4 separate regions of the Mus musculus genome follow, and regions 1, 2 and 4 are each linked to region 3. The links are chromatin contacts, called in public Hi-C and HiChIP or PLAC-seq maps. All regions are on one chromosome and are shown on one strand. Each heading gives the region's core, a stretch centred on a gene start, on an enhancer-like site or on the middle of the called end of the contact. The rest is flanking DNA. Distances are from core to core; before and after follow the strand shown.

Evidence for each region. A called contact is a pair of places that touch in the nucleus more often than the background predicts. HiChIP or PLAC-seq counts read pairs in DNA pulled down with a chosen protein or histone mark.
Region 1: an H3K27ac HiChIP or PLAC-seq map of hepatocytes shows a contact between it and region 3, with 5 times the contacts expected there. The contact joins two enhancer-like sites. A contact is called at or near these places in 1 of 15 datasets of contacts at CTCF or cohesin (the NIH/3T3 cell line), 10 of 484 Hi-C or Micro-C datasets (Sertoli cells, embryonic fibroblasts, liver and 3 more) and 3 of 115 datasets of contacts at active chromatin or transcription factors (embryonic stem cells, hepatocytes and pancreatic cancer cells).
Region 2: a contact with region 3 is called in a Hi-C map of uterus, with 2.2 times the contacts expected there. The contact joins two enhancer-like sites. A contact is called at or near these places in 3 of 484 Hi-C or Micro-C datasets (embryonic stem cells and uterus) and 1 of 115 datasets of contacts at active chromatin or transcription factors (embryonic stem cells).
Region 4: a contact with region 3 is called in a Hi-C map of liver, with 4 times the contacts expected there. The contact joins two enhancer-like sites. A contact is called at or near these places in 3 of 39 promoter capture datasets (frontonasal cranial neural crest and liver), 5 of 484 Hi-C or Micro-C datasets (Sertoli cells, cerebral cortex, liver and 1 more), 2 of 115 datasets of contacts at active chromatin or transcription factors (liver and pancreatic cancer cells) and 1 of 9 other capture datasets (adipose tissue).

What each region holds. Positions count from the first base shown.
Region 1 is chr10:68,130,992-68,134,247 of GRCm38.p6, forward strand. The region is part of intron 5 of Arid5b (AT rich interactive domain 5B (MRF1-like)); the gene reads right to left. Among named protein-coding and RNA genes, the nearest start is that of Gm51770, 18 kb to the right of the region's middle. Within about 2 kb of position 1,885, at least 13 of the 459 cell types and tissues checked have an H3K27ac peak or open chromatin away from gene starts, as enhancers often do. A contact at or near this core is called in hepatocytes, where this site is marked.
Region 2 is chr10:68,103,796-68,106,941 of GRCm38.p6, forward strand. All of the region lies in intron 8 of Arid5b (AT rich interactive domain 5B (MRF1-like)), which reads right to left. Among named protein-coding and RNA genes, the nearest start is that of Gm51770, 46 kb to the right of the region's middle. Within about 2 kb of position 1,581, at least 191 of the 459 cell types and tissues checked have an H3K27ac peak or open chromatin away from gene starts, as enhancers often do. A contact at or near this core is called in uterus, where this site is marked.
Region 3 is chr10:68,353,656-68,356,552 of GRCm38.p6, forward strand. No RefSeq gene overlaps it. Among named protein-coding and RNA genes, the nearest start is that of Gm32748, 15 kb to the left of the region's middle. Within about 2 kb of position 1,271, at least 118 of the 459 cell types and tissues checked have an H3K27ac peak or open chromatin away from gene starts, as enhancers often do. A contact at or near this core is called in hepatocytes, liver and uterus, where this site is marked.
Region 4 is chr10:68,520,882-68,523,848 of GRCm38.p6, forward strand. All of the region lies in intron 3 of Cabcoco1 (ciliary associated calcium binding coiled-coil 1), which reads right to left. Among named protein-coding and RNA genes, the nearest start is that of Gm32872, 6.6 kb to the right of the region's middle. Within about 2 kb of position 1,465, at least 12 of the 459 cell types and tissues checked have an H3K27ac peak or open chromatin away from gene starts, as enhancers often do. A contact at or near this core is called in liver, where this site is marked.

The sequences.
Region 1 (3,256 bases), core at 635-3,134, 220 kb before region 3:
ATATGTAATACAGGCATCACAGCATCTTCTACTGACTGAGAAATGTGATTTATCAAGTCACACAAAAACCAAAACCAGGTGGTTGACAAATCTAAAGGGCTTCTTTGCTTCTACTGGGTACCCAGCCAATGAAGAGAAAGAACCCTATACCCGTGATTGCCTTCAATGAACGATGCAACCTTATATGCTTCACCCATGCTAGGCCATCTACAGGAACTACAAAAGGTGACTGACTAGACCCATGTTATAGGAGAAAAAGACTGAAGCTCACTGAGGCTGGAGATCTTGATGCGGTGCCTGTGAGCTGCCTCATTCACAACACCTAAGTCTGGAGCTCAGGTCTAACTGCTTTCAACTGCTTTCAAGCCTCAACTGTGCTCAGGGAAGAAAGGCTAAACGCTGGGTATAAAACAGGCCGAGGCGTAAGTTTGCAGTGATAACATGTTGACTATCACTGTTATTAGAACAGAGCCATCTCCATTAGGGGACTATGAGTTTTGCAGATAGACAGATGTGCCACCCTCTGCTTGTGTGTTCAAGAAGAGAAATCCTGGAAATGGAAAGAAAACCTTTGGGGTGGAAGCGAGGTGGGGGGGTGCTGAAGTAGCTAACCAACCCTCTCTGTTAATGACAAAGGCTTCAAGTAAGACCATGCTGCCACCTGCTGAACTCCATCCTGTATCCTAGGGGATCCTCTAACAGGATGAAGGATGCTCAGCAAGATGGTAACAAGTGGGTGGTGGCTTGCATCTCAGGCTAGCTTGATATGTTTCTCAGTACAAGCGAGCTTTCTGTTCCCCGTAAGACTCAGTCAAGTTTTTTGTGTGTGTGTGTGTGTGTGTGTGTGTGTGTGTGTGTCACCCAATTTACTCAAAAAACATTCCCAGTATTTTAGTCTACTTAATTATTATAATTCAAGTATTAAAATGGAAATAGCATCTAGTGCTCATGTTGACCTTGAGAGAGTATGACCTTTTAATGGTGGCAGTTAGGTTCCTGACCTGAGCCATACACACCTGCTGAACTCACCAAGAGCACTGGGATTTTCAGAGTGACTGACAGCATGCTAATTAGAGAAGCAATGTTTCATGTTCTCAACGAAGCTGCATACCTATTTGACACTAATCACATTCGTCTACACAACTGAGTTATAACCACTCTCTCCATCAGCAGGGCAAGCCAGCCGGGCTGAACCAGTAACAAACAGGCTGTACTTCTAATCCAGACATGGTCAACAACTTGAGATGAAACCCTCAGCTTCTTGGGAAAACAAGAATGATCACTCCCAGTTTGGAGGACGAATGAGATGAATGGTACTGAAAACTAATGCAAGCATCACCATTGCAACACGCTTACCACAAAAGGATGTGACATAAGAGGACACCCAGCGTAGCATACTTTGCCTTTCTATGCTCCTTTCAACATGGAAACCACCTGTTACATGTCTAATCTTTAGAAAATGCTTAACACACATGCATGTGCACATGCATGCATTTGTGCTGCGTGTACACACACACACACACACACACACACACACACACAATCATTTACTTTCCATCACTAAAGATCTTTCCTCTAAGATAGTTGACCAAGCCTCTGCTATGGACCTTCTGCTGTAACGGGATTGGAACTGATCTTATTCACAATCCCTTCCTAGGGCTGGGTACTTTTTCTTCTCATGAGACATGTGCTGTCTTCAGAAAGCCACAGAATTCTCTCTCCAAGGAAAACCGTATGCTCCAAAGATGCTGTCCTGTTAACATTGAGAGCCTGCAAACTTTCGAAGGTGATGTCATGACCACAGAAAACCCCGTTCACCTCTTCTGGAAGGTTTGCTGTGTGGAGCTGCAGGAGGCTGGCATTGATCCACGGTTAGAAACGGTCTGTGTGAGGCACTCTGAGAACACACATAGGTCTGAGAGCCAAGTGGCTCACCGGCACATAAAACACTGGTTCAAGTTCCCAAAATAAGCAGACGGTCACATCTTTACCGCAACATTTCGTGGCAAAAGACCACTTTAAGACCCAAGTGTCTTTTTAAGTGGCTCTCCTGGTCCCAAGCGTGGTTTGTTCCTCCTGCAGGATTTTCTAGACACGTGCCAACAGATAAACTCACCATGCTTTAAAATTCATCTTTCCCAGTTAGAGGATTTCTCCAGACCCATTAGAAAATACTTGAGGCAAGACTGTAATCCAAGGCTCCAAAAGCTAAGACGTCGGACCAGTTCCCAGGAGCTGACCACAGCACGGGAACACTGGAAGGGGGTGTGTCCCATGGTGACCATTTTCAGTGGCAGCATTAGTGAAAAGAGGGGTGAAGAGAACCCCAGGCTTGGCTGTCATCCCTCATTAAAAAGAGTAAGTCAGTGCACACCGAACGCAGTCCATGTATTCAGTAGCTGTTGGTTTCTTCTGGTCTCTGAGTCCTAGGTTGAGTTTTGTAAATCCCACACATTAGTAGTAATTCCAAATAACAAGGATCGATTGGCACTTCATCCCGGTGGCCTCAGATTTGGAATATTCTGGAAGAAACATAGCATGGGCTCTGCTTTCTCTGTTGAGTGTCGCCATTGTAAAACCTTAGCTTCCTCCATGTTACCTTGTGGGACTCTCAGGATGCACCTGAGGGAAAGAGGAGTCCCTGCTGCCTTCTTCACTCAAGGCCGTAGAAAGCAAGGCCCTGGGTAGTGGTTCCAGGGCTAAGTTGCTCAAATCATGAGAAAATGTCTTTCACGGTATCCGTGTGAGTTTGCTTACACAGAGTTAAGTGAACAGAGGCTAAGCCCTGCCGGAGAATGCTGGGCTTGCATTTAGCCAGCAAAGTGGGGAAAACAAACAAAGAAACCAAAAACAACCACACTTCTGTAGATTGATTTTAAAATTAAAAAACAAAACAAAACAAGACAAAAAAAAAAAAAACCCTTTGAAATCTTGGGAGCATGACAAATTCCTAACAAAAGAACCTTCAGATCTTTGTGGTTAAGAGTCACACTTGAAGATAAGATTTGCCAGAATATAAAAACTCATGGTTCACTGGGTTCACACCGGGAAGGGGAGAGAGGACCCAGTCCAAGCACCAGCAGGCCGGCTCTATAAGTTCAAGCCATCGTTTTTCCTATGTCAGAATCTTCATCAATAATCAACATGCCCCACCCCCAACATTCAGAGCTTTAACGCTTACACCTGGACATGTTTTCTCAATCCCAATCTGATCTGGATGGATTAGAGCTGTCGTTGGCCTTAGAAGCAAACACCA
Region 2 (3,146 bases), core at 331-2,830, 250 kb before region 3:
AAGAAACAGCAATCTGTTCAAATATTGGGAATCCTTTATTTTGAAGCTAAGATACCCGAACCTCTTCTCCCCACTCCACCCCGCCCCCAAGAATCTTGATTTGGAATATTTGTTGAGTATCTTAAAATTGGTTTCTGATTATGCAATTTGTCTATTAGCTACTTAAATACATACCACTCACTGTTCTGGGGTTCTCAGTTAAGACTTGGAGACATCTGAGACACCACCAACAAAAGCAAGCACATTGTAGAAAAAGTCAAATGTGGATTTATGGAATCTTAGGGCCCAGGTCTGTTTAGCGAGCATGCACAGACATGGCATGTGCAAAGAGGCATGGGTAATACTGTGGAGGCCTCTGTGTGGCACTCAGCCAGTCACGAAGATCAACACAACCCATGGGGGAGAGTTATCTTCAGATCCCATTACAGCCCAAGTTTAAACACGTTACAGCTGCTAAAACTGGAAACGGCTCTCTTCATGTAGACTTACTAAAATAATATATGGTTGCCAAATACCTGCTTCCCACCATAATATTATAGTACGTGTTTATATAATGAAAAGCATAACTAGGCAGAAGAGAGAGAGGAAAAAAAGCAGTCTTGTTCATACTTGAATCTATTTTGTCTCATCTCTGAAGTCACCAACTCCTCCCTCCCAGCCCCCAACATACACCAATTCCTCTCTTTTCTGCATTGTTCAGCCTGAGACTTGATCCCCTTTTCAATATCAGAAAGTAAGGGATTTTTTTTCCCCAACCAGGAGCAAAAATGCATTGAATATTTTGAGCTGGAAAAATATTTTAAATTGATTTTAATGAAAACACATTTTATTGTTGGGACAGATAGGTTTGTTGTGCTTTTGTTTTGTTACCATGGGAACCAAGGAGCTCAGAAGCCCTGGTATTCCAACGTTTGCCATTTGTGGTGCCTCCCTCCCCCTGGCTCCCTTGTCTAATGGAGATGGTGACATCACGAGAGACTCTCTTTCTTGAGGAGGAGGAGGAGAAGGAGGAGGAGGAGGAAGGAACACAGAGAACAGGTTGGGGAGTCACCCAGGGATCCCTGGAAGTTATCTTACAATTTTGCAAGTTCATGAGGCTGGGCAGTATTTTCATTCCCACCCCACCCCCCGCCCGCCCCCTATCATCTTTTCTCATTTTGACTCAACTTAGCAGCGGGCAAGCCTCCAATAGTACAAAATATATCTTTACTTTACTGGTCAGAGGCCTGAAGCCAGAAGGCAGGAAATCAGGAATTAAATGTTTCTTGTATCTGGGAAGAGGCATGACTAAGGGTAAAACTCAATCCAAATACAAGCTCTGCTTGTTCAAGGCTTCCAGAGAGTGTGCGTGCATGTGTGTGTGTGTGTAGGTCAACTAAGTGAGTGGTTTTTCCCCACTTCTAAATCATTGAAATATAATTAGAGTTGCTCAGAAGGAGAGAGAAAGGCTCCCAAAATAAAACAAGAAAGGCAGCAGTGAAACAGAAAAATAGTTGAAATACGAGCTTTGAGGAACAGGGCACATTCCCACACAGTACATAAACAAGCCCTGTTTCGTACAGCGACTTCCGCTTGTGACTTCCTTGAGTGTCTTTTTTTTTTTTTTTTTTTTGTAAGTTTTGTCCTGGTGCAGCCCAATTACCCCCACAGGATGTGATCTTTATCATCTGATTATTAGAACTTTTCTCTACAGCACCAGAGGACAAAAGCTACGATCGGTTTCTGAACGTTTCAATGTTCCATGCACACATGTCATCGTTAAAAACAGATTAGAGTTCTCTCAGATCAGCGTTGTCCAATACAGGAAGCCATGTAGGCCTGTATCCTATAAAAGGATATAGTGTAATGTAACATGCCTGTGCCTCTCAGAGGATTGATTCTCAAATATTTGTAGGGCAGAGAAGATTTTAATCAGCTTTGAGATGGTATAGATGAAAAGCAAACATGTATGACCCCACCCCCACCGTGAAAAATGTATCCATTACACAGAAGAAATATTTTCATTGTGCTGCAACTCAAAAGAATGTAGGCTGAGTCTTGGGTGGGTAGAAGCAGAGAGAAAGAGAAGAAATATACTCATTAGTAAATCTGTCCAGATCCCCCCCAAACCCCTACCTCCCGTCTGCATTGAGGTTAGAGATGGAAGGCTGTGGAGATAAATGGGTCTTTCTTCTTGTCCAGATTTCCTATTTCAGATTAGCAAACTGCTTATTTACGATGTCACTAATGGATGTGAACTAGGTAAGCCATCACATATTAAGGGGGGAAAAAAATCCCAGCTTTTCCTAGGCATAAGATTTGGAGCAGCATGAGATTTTATTTTATTTTTTTCCCCAGGAATAATACAAGAATAACATTTTTCCACCTCAAAGCAGAAACAGTAGGGGAGCCTTTTGCTATCACAGAGATCCTTATTAAATTCAGTCACTGTGAAAACACGATTCCCCCCACCCCTTGTCCTTCTTCCTTTAAAAGAAAGAAAAAAAAATAAGGGAGACTTAAAAATCTACCCAAGTTAAAATTAACAAATCAATGACATTATAACCTTGATTTATTACTGTCTGAGCTGGCAAATTATCATCGTACAAGAAATTGCCTGCTGGAAAATAACTGTGGCATTGCTAAATCTCTAGTTGAATAATGACGCTCAGAACACTAGGTTTTTAGATGTGCCTCGGTCTGATATTATAAAATATTCAATACATTTCTCTACAGCGGAAGCCAGGGGTCAGCAAATCTATTACTGTAATGTAAGGAATCTGGCAACTCGCCAACTCTCTCTCCCTTTTTATTATTATTATTTTTTTAAAAAAAACTGAGGTAGATAATTTTATATTTACCAAGTCTGCAATCCTCCCTGGGGCCTCGCCTCTCTTTCTCAAGACCAAAAGCAGCAGGCTGGCATCAGAGAAATATATATCGCAGGCCTTGTCATTTACACTTTGCACAAAAGAAGAAAGGGCCCTCATATTTATTAAGTGACACGCCCTCCCTTCCCTGTCAGCAGAGGGGAAAAAAAACAATGCCTGCCCTGTCTCATCCTAATGAGTAGCCATAACGTCCCCTGAATTGGTGCATATTAATATGGAAGGACTGAACTTTTGGGCCAAAACATTTAGCAAATGGTGCTTAAGAGGAGAAATAAA
Region 3 (2,897 bases), core at 21-2,520:
ATTTCATATTCCTTCTGGAGTGTCTTGACTGTAGCCATTAGCAATCCATCCTCCGTTTTCCTAGCCCGTATTTTCTTACAGCCTCGCCGAGAGACGCCGAGTTTTTGACCCAGTGTGAGAAAATATTAAGATGGTTCTGAGATTTCATCACCCGACGAAAATAAGGAATCCCCAAACTGCAGGGTCATGGATGGACTTTGGGGCTCGGGTTTCCAGAGGGGTCAGATTTCCCCTGGCTCCTCAAGTCTAGTGGAGAGAGGCTGGGTCTGAAGCAGTATCGGTTTTTCTGGCACCAGAACCACGGCTGAACACTAATGCGTTTAACAGTTGGACTTATTTTTAATCTACTGTATTAGGGAGCGCAAATTTAATCAAGAACAAAATGTTACCGACGGTGTTTTTGTTTCTGCGCATGCATACATTCCCAGTGCTGTCTCCGGTTCTCTTGAGCTACAAGCTCTCTGACTTATTTCATAACATTAGATTTTTTTTTTTTTAAGTGCCAATGTTTGTGGAGGGTGAAGAAGGAGAGAAATAAGGAGCTGGAGACGCCCCCCCCCCATCATTAAAGAAATAATTGCAGTACAGATTTTTTAACAATTGCTCTCCCTGCAGTGAATGTTGTTATGGACGGAGCTAATAAATGTCTTCAACCATTACTGCTGGGATACACTTTTGGCTTATTTTTCTGCCATTGGGAGGCATGGCTGGGTTGAGACATTCGGTTTTTTTTTTTTTAGCTCCCCCCCCCACCCCCCCCCCCCCCCCCGCCAACACCACCCCCCCTTAATCAAAGAAAGAGATCTTATCTCCCTAGCCAGCCTAGCTTACCCCCTCCCTCTGCCCTCCTCCCTGGATGCCTAGTTTACTGAAACCTGACTTGCAGGTCAGGGAACTGGTAACAGATTAATTTTACTCAAAGAGGAACACTAAGTATTTTGGCTGGGACACATGAGAATCCTGTTATAATATTACCATTTTCCCCTTTCTAAATTAAATATTAGGAAAAATTAAGCCAAGTAGTGGCCCACGCTACAGTGGAAAGTATTTCTCTCACAAACACGGGGAGATAAATGCTTGTGTGAGTGAAGGCACAATAAATACACATTATGTTAAAAAACCTAAGATTATGCAGGTTTTAGAGTTATAGCTAAAAGTGGTTTAGTGTTTCATGCCTAATAATAGATTACGCCTATCATATTTCCAACCTTCATTTCTCCTCCCTTTGAAGTCCAGCCATATAAAGGTTGTTTGTTGAACCACACTAAAGTTAAAGCAAACATTACTTAGGGTGATTCATACTGGCAAGAATTTGCAATGAAGGCAGTGGTGTGTGTGTGTGTGTGTGTGTGTGTGTGTGTGTGTGTGTGTGGTGTGCCTGAGTCAAAGGAAATGAAATGTTTGTAATATTTTTTTTCGGTTGATAAATTTATTAAAACATTCTAGAAGCTTCTAAGGGAAGCAGGGCTGACATACATAGACTCTCTGCAAACAGATTACACCCGGGGCCCCGTGGGGGAGGCAGACCTTAAAAGAGGGAAAAATTCTCTGGATTTCAGAAATTGCCACCAGGTCACAGCAATACTTAATTAACTGAATCCATTAACAGAAGGCTGTAACCTAGTTGTTAAGAAGAAGGAAAAAACAAAAGACAAAAAAAACCACACACACACACACACAAAAACAAAACAAAACAAAACAAAACAAAACAAAAAACCAAGAAAACAAAAAACAAAAAGAAAGAAAGAAAAGGAAGAGCAAAGTTAGGGAGTAGCTAGATTCATTTACTCCTCTGTTCTGTGCTTAGGATTAGCCTTTCAGAATGAGCAACCTGATTTTTTTTTTTTTAAAGGATCCATTTACCTTCCAGGCCTTTTCATAGCAAAACATTTTGTAGGGTTGCAAAAGAGATTAATTTGTTGCCAGTTGCTCCATACTGGCAGGGTTTCTGAATAAAGAATGTAAGCAATCTATCTTTGTTTGTAAGATATAATTAATCTGGCAGTTAAAATTCTTTGGAAACATTCTGATGACTTATGTGGAAAAGTGGAGCAAAGATTTCAAAGAAAAACTCAGAACTGTGTGCAGGGGAAGATAAAAGATATATGAAGTGTTTGTTCTAAGCGATACTATTCATTTACAGATCATAACGTAGCCCCACCCTGGCAATTATTCTGGAAAACAAGACAAATCTTTGTCTAGAGCCTTCTGACGGCGGTCTTGATTTGACAAACAAAATAAGCACATTACTGTTGTACTCTAATAGACTGCAAGCTGTTTTATTAGAGTCAGCTGAATCCTGTTTTGCATAAAAAAGAACACTGTTTGCTATGGAGAACACATTTATGTTAATAGGACTTTGACAAAGTAAAATAAAATCGCATTAAGATGCTGCAAAGAGATAAGACAATGAAATCTCCGGGAGAGAGAGAGAGTTTTGGCACACACTAATTACAGTCACGTCCCTGCAGGAAAAGAATATATTTTTACACCAACTATCCATGTGTTTGAAAATGCAGAGAGCTTAAAGCATAATTCCTGGTCTCGGCATTTCCTGGATGCGTCAGGCCCCGTGTGTCACTAAGGTGGTGACTGTTTTAAAGGAGTCTATCTGATAAATCCCACTTTCATTTTCAGCAGCAAAGGCAGGTTTCTTTCTGAATGTGAGCGAGCCTGCCATCATCCTGCTTAGTTTGAAGGGACTTTCCAATATAGGGCCGCTGAAAACAAGGTTTTAGATTACATGGTAATTTAGGAATGCATGAAAAGTGAAGCAGTTACCATAATAGGGTTCTGGGTAAACTTCATGGTTTTTAGAGCAAAACATAACAACATATGTTTTGTGATTTGTCTCAATGATTATATACATATATATATATATGTATATATATATATAT
Region 4 (2,967 bases), core at 215-2,714, 170 kb after region 3:
TTCTTTAGGGGATATGGGACTGTTTAGATGGTCAACTTGATCCTGATTCAACTTTGGTACCTGGTATCTGTCCAGAAATTTGTCCATTTTGTCCAGGGTTTCCAGTTTTGTTGAGTATAGTCTTTTGTAGAAGGATCTGATGGTGTTTTGGATTTCTTCAGGATCTGTTGTTATGTCTCCCTTTTCAGTTCTGATTTTGTTAATTAGGATTTTGTCCCTGTGCCCTCTAGTGAGTCTAGCTAAGGGTTTATCTATCTTGTTGATTTTCTCAAAGAACCAACTCCTCGTTTGGTTAATTCTTTGAATAGTTCTTCTTGTTTCCACTTGGTTGATTTCACCCCTGAGTTTGATTATTTCCTGCTGTCTACTCCTCTTGGGTGAATTTGCTTCATTTTTTCTAGAGCTTTTAGATGTGTTGTCAAACTGCTAGTATGTGCTCTCTCCCGTTTCTTCTTGGAGGCACTCAGAGCTATGAGTTTCCCTCGCTTGCTTGCTTTTCTTGTGGCAGGTAGAATATCATCTGTAATCTGTATGCCCTTTTACCTCCCACCTTGGAGACTGGATGCTGGGAACTGGAGCATCCGGACAGTCTTTTCTGTCTCAGGTAGGTAGGCATACACACTGTTAAGGCCTAGGTTAAATATTAGGCCTAGATGGAATGCTAAGGCCTAGGTAAAGTGTTAGGGCCTAAGTATTTGTTACCTGGCCAGCCTGCCATTATAAGGAAACTTTCTCATATGTTTCTGCTGTTATTAGAAAACTTTCAAATGCCAAGATTGATTACATATTCTGTTATGTTCTGTGGATCTGAAAACCAGCCCTGATAGAAGTCACAGAACTGTTTTATATAGCTACTCCAATAAGCCTGGACCTGACCAACCATCCAACAGCACTTCCTACACCTCTGGATAAGCTTTTATAGTATAAGCTGCCCCTAGGTTCGACCCCAACATAAGAGCGATCTGAACCAATATAAGAAGCTTTTTAAAATAAAAATTCTATTTTAAATAGTGGTCAAGTAGAGTTTAAGTTCCCCAAACCTCCCTGGGAAATGACAAGCTACTTGGCAGAAAGAGACATGCATGTGGGTAACTGACATCCTGGTTGGCAAGTTAAGACATAAATGTTACACAAGTCCCATCCTGGCAGACAAATGAAGACATGAATATTAGACAAGGCAAGTCCCCTGCCACAGTGGACCACCCCAACCAACGGATACAAGATAAATGTACAGCAAAGACATGCTCCTAAGGAAATCCCCTATCCCTACATCCTAATTGGTAAAATAACTTGGCACAGATGTTTGTGGATTTTGGGCTTAAAAACCCTGTAAGATTTTAACTCGGGGTCATGGTTCAGTTCCCAAATCTGGAACTGGTCCACCAGTCCTAGGGTGTGTGCTCAGTAAACTATCTCTGACTGACTGAGATCAGTGTTTGTGTGGTTTGTGAGGCAATTCCTGGACCCCAGAGGCAGGGTTGAAAGGTCTTGGGAAAACGTGTGCCAGCCGAGTGTCAGGAGAGGTGTCTCTCAGCTGAGGTGCCAGGCTGAGGTGCCTGAGGAGATTATTTGTGAAAGCTGCAGCCCAGAGTTGAAGATCTCTTAGGAAACCATCGAGAAACAGCCTCTGTCCTGCACTAGAATGGAGTGCTGGAGGACAAAGTTGGAGATAGAGAGGAATTGTGAGAATATATACCGAGAGTTGCTTCAGCCACGTCTAGAGTTGCAGAGTCAGGCACTTACCCTCTCCCACCCACTTTCTCTGGAACACACATTCAACATGTGCCAGATATCAAAAATCACTGGTATGATTTTTAGAAAGACAGCACAGGCAAACACTAGCTTACAATTTATTTAGTTTAACTTTTCTTCTATCTATAACAATTAGAAAGCAATGTAAAGTAATTGAACCCCACTGATCAATAAATATATCTGGTGCTGAAATAAATATTTTAGGTGGGCCCTGAAAACACAGTGATGACCCCAGAAATGACTAGGGGTAATCCTTCTGCAGTCACACCCTCCTACAGCTCATAATTAGCACATGATCCATGCAGACCTATGGGACCAGGCAGGGGCCTTTGTTTACTATCTTGGGTAAAACACAGTCCAACTGTACATTTCTCTACTCACAATAAACCCTAAAAACCCCAAAGTGGGAAGAGATCTAGGAAGGAAGGATGGATATGGTTGCGACAGGATGGGAGCAAGACATCATAAGTAGAAAATCGAACTCACTAACTCAGGATGCTGAGGAAGAGGGGACTTAGATTATTGATTTGAATTCTGGATGGAACTGTAGTTATCAAACACGGAACACATCTGGTGGCAAGGCTGTGGCTTGGGTTAGCCGATGACTGACCCTTTAGACAGTGGTGCCTCCTGCCTTTCTCAAGGTGATTGCTTTGAAAGTTACAGGTGTTATCCTTTCATGGATCTGACTGAAGTCCCACGGGGGAGTGACCAGACCAAGAGGGACTAAACCAAATGCATTCTGGGAGACCTAGGTAAATAAGAAGACTCTAGATTTCTAACAGTAAAACAACTTGGGGTGGGATCAGGTAAAGGGACACTTGCTAGCTTTAAGCCTTATCTTGAAACTCCTGCATCCAAGATGAAGATGACCGTGCTGCTGTGGCAGAAACACAGGAAGTGCACTGGAAAGCCTTGGTCTACACGGGAGCGCTTTCAAGTTGATGCTTCCGGTACCACTTCATCGTGTACCCATTTGTGTCCTTCTCTGAATGTGCTTTTTCCAAGGGGTTCCATGTTTCCATCCACTGGGTATGTGGTATTTCTACTGAGAACCAGCTTCAAGCTTGTTTCACACATGCCATTCATACCCATGTCTGGCCCTTTACCTATGTGCCCTCTGCTGCGTGCATCCATGTCTAGCCCTTTCCTTTCGTGTACCCATTTCTGGTCCACTCTATATACGTTCTTCCTGGCATGCAGCATTTCCCATCC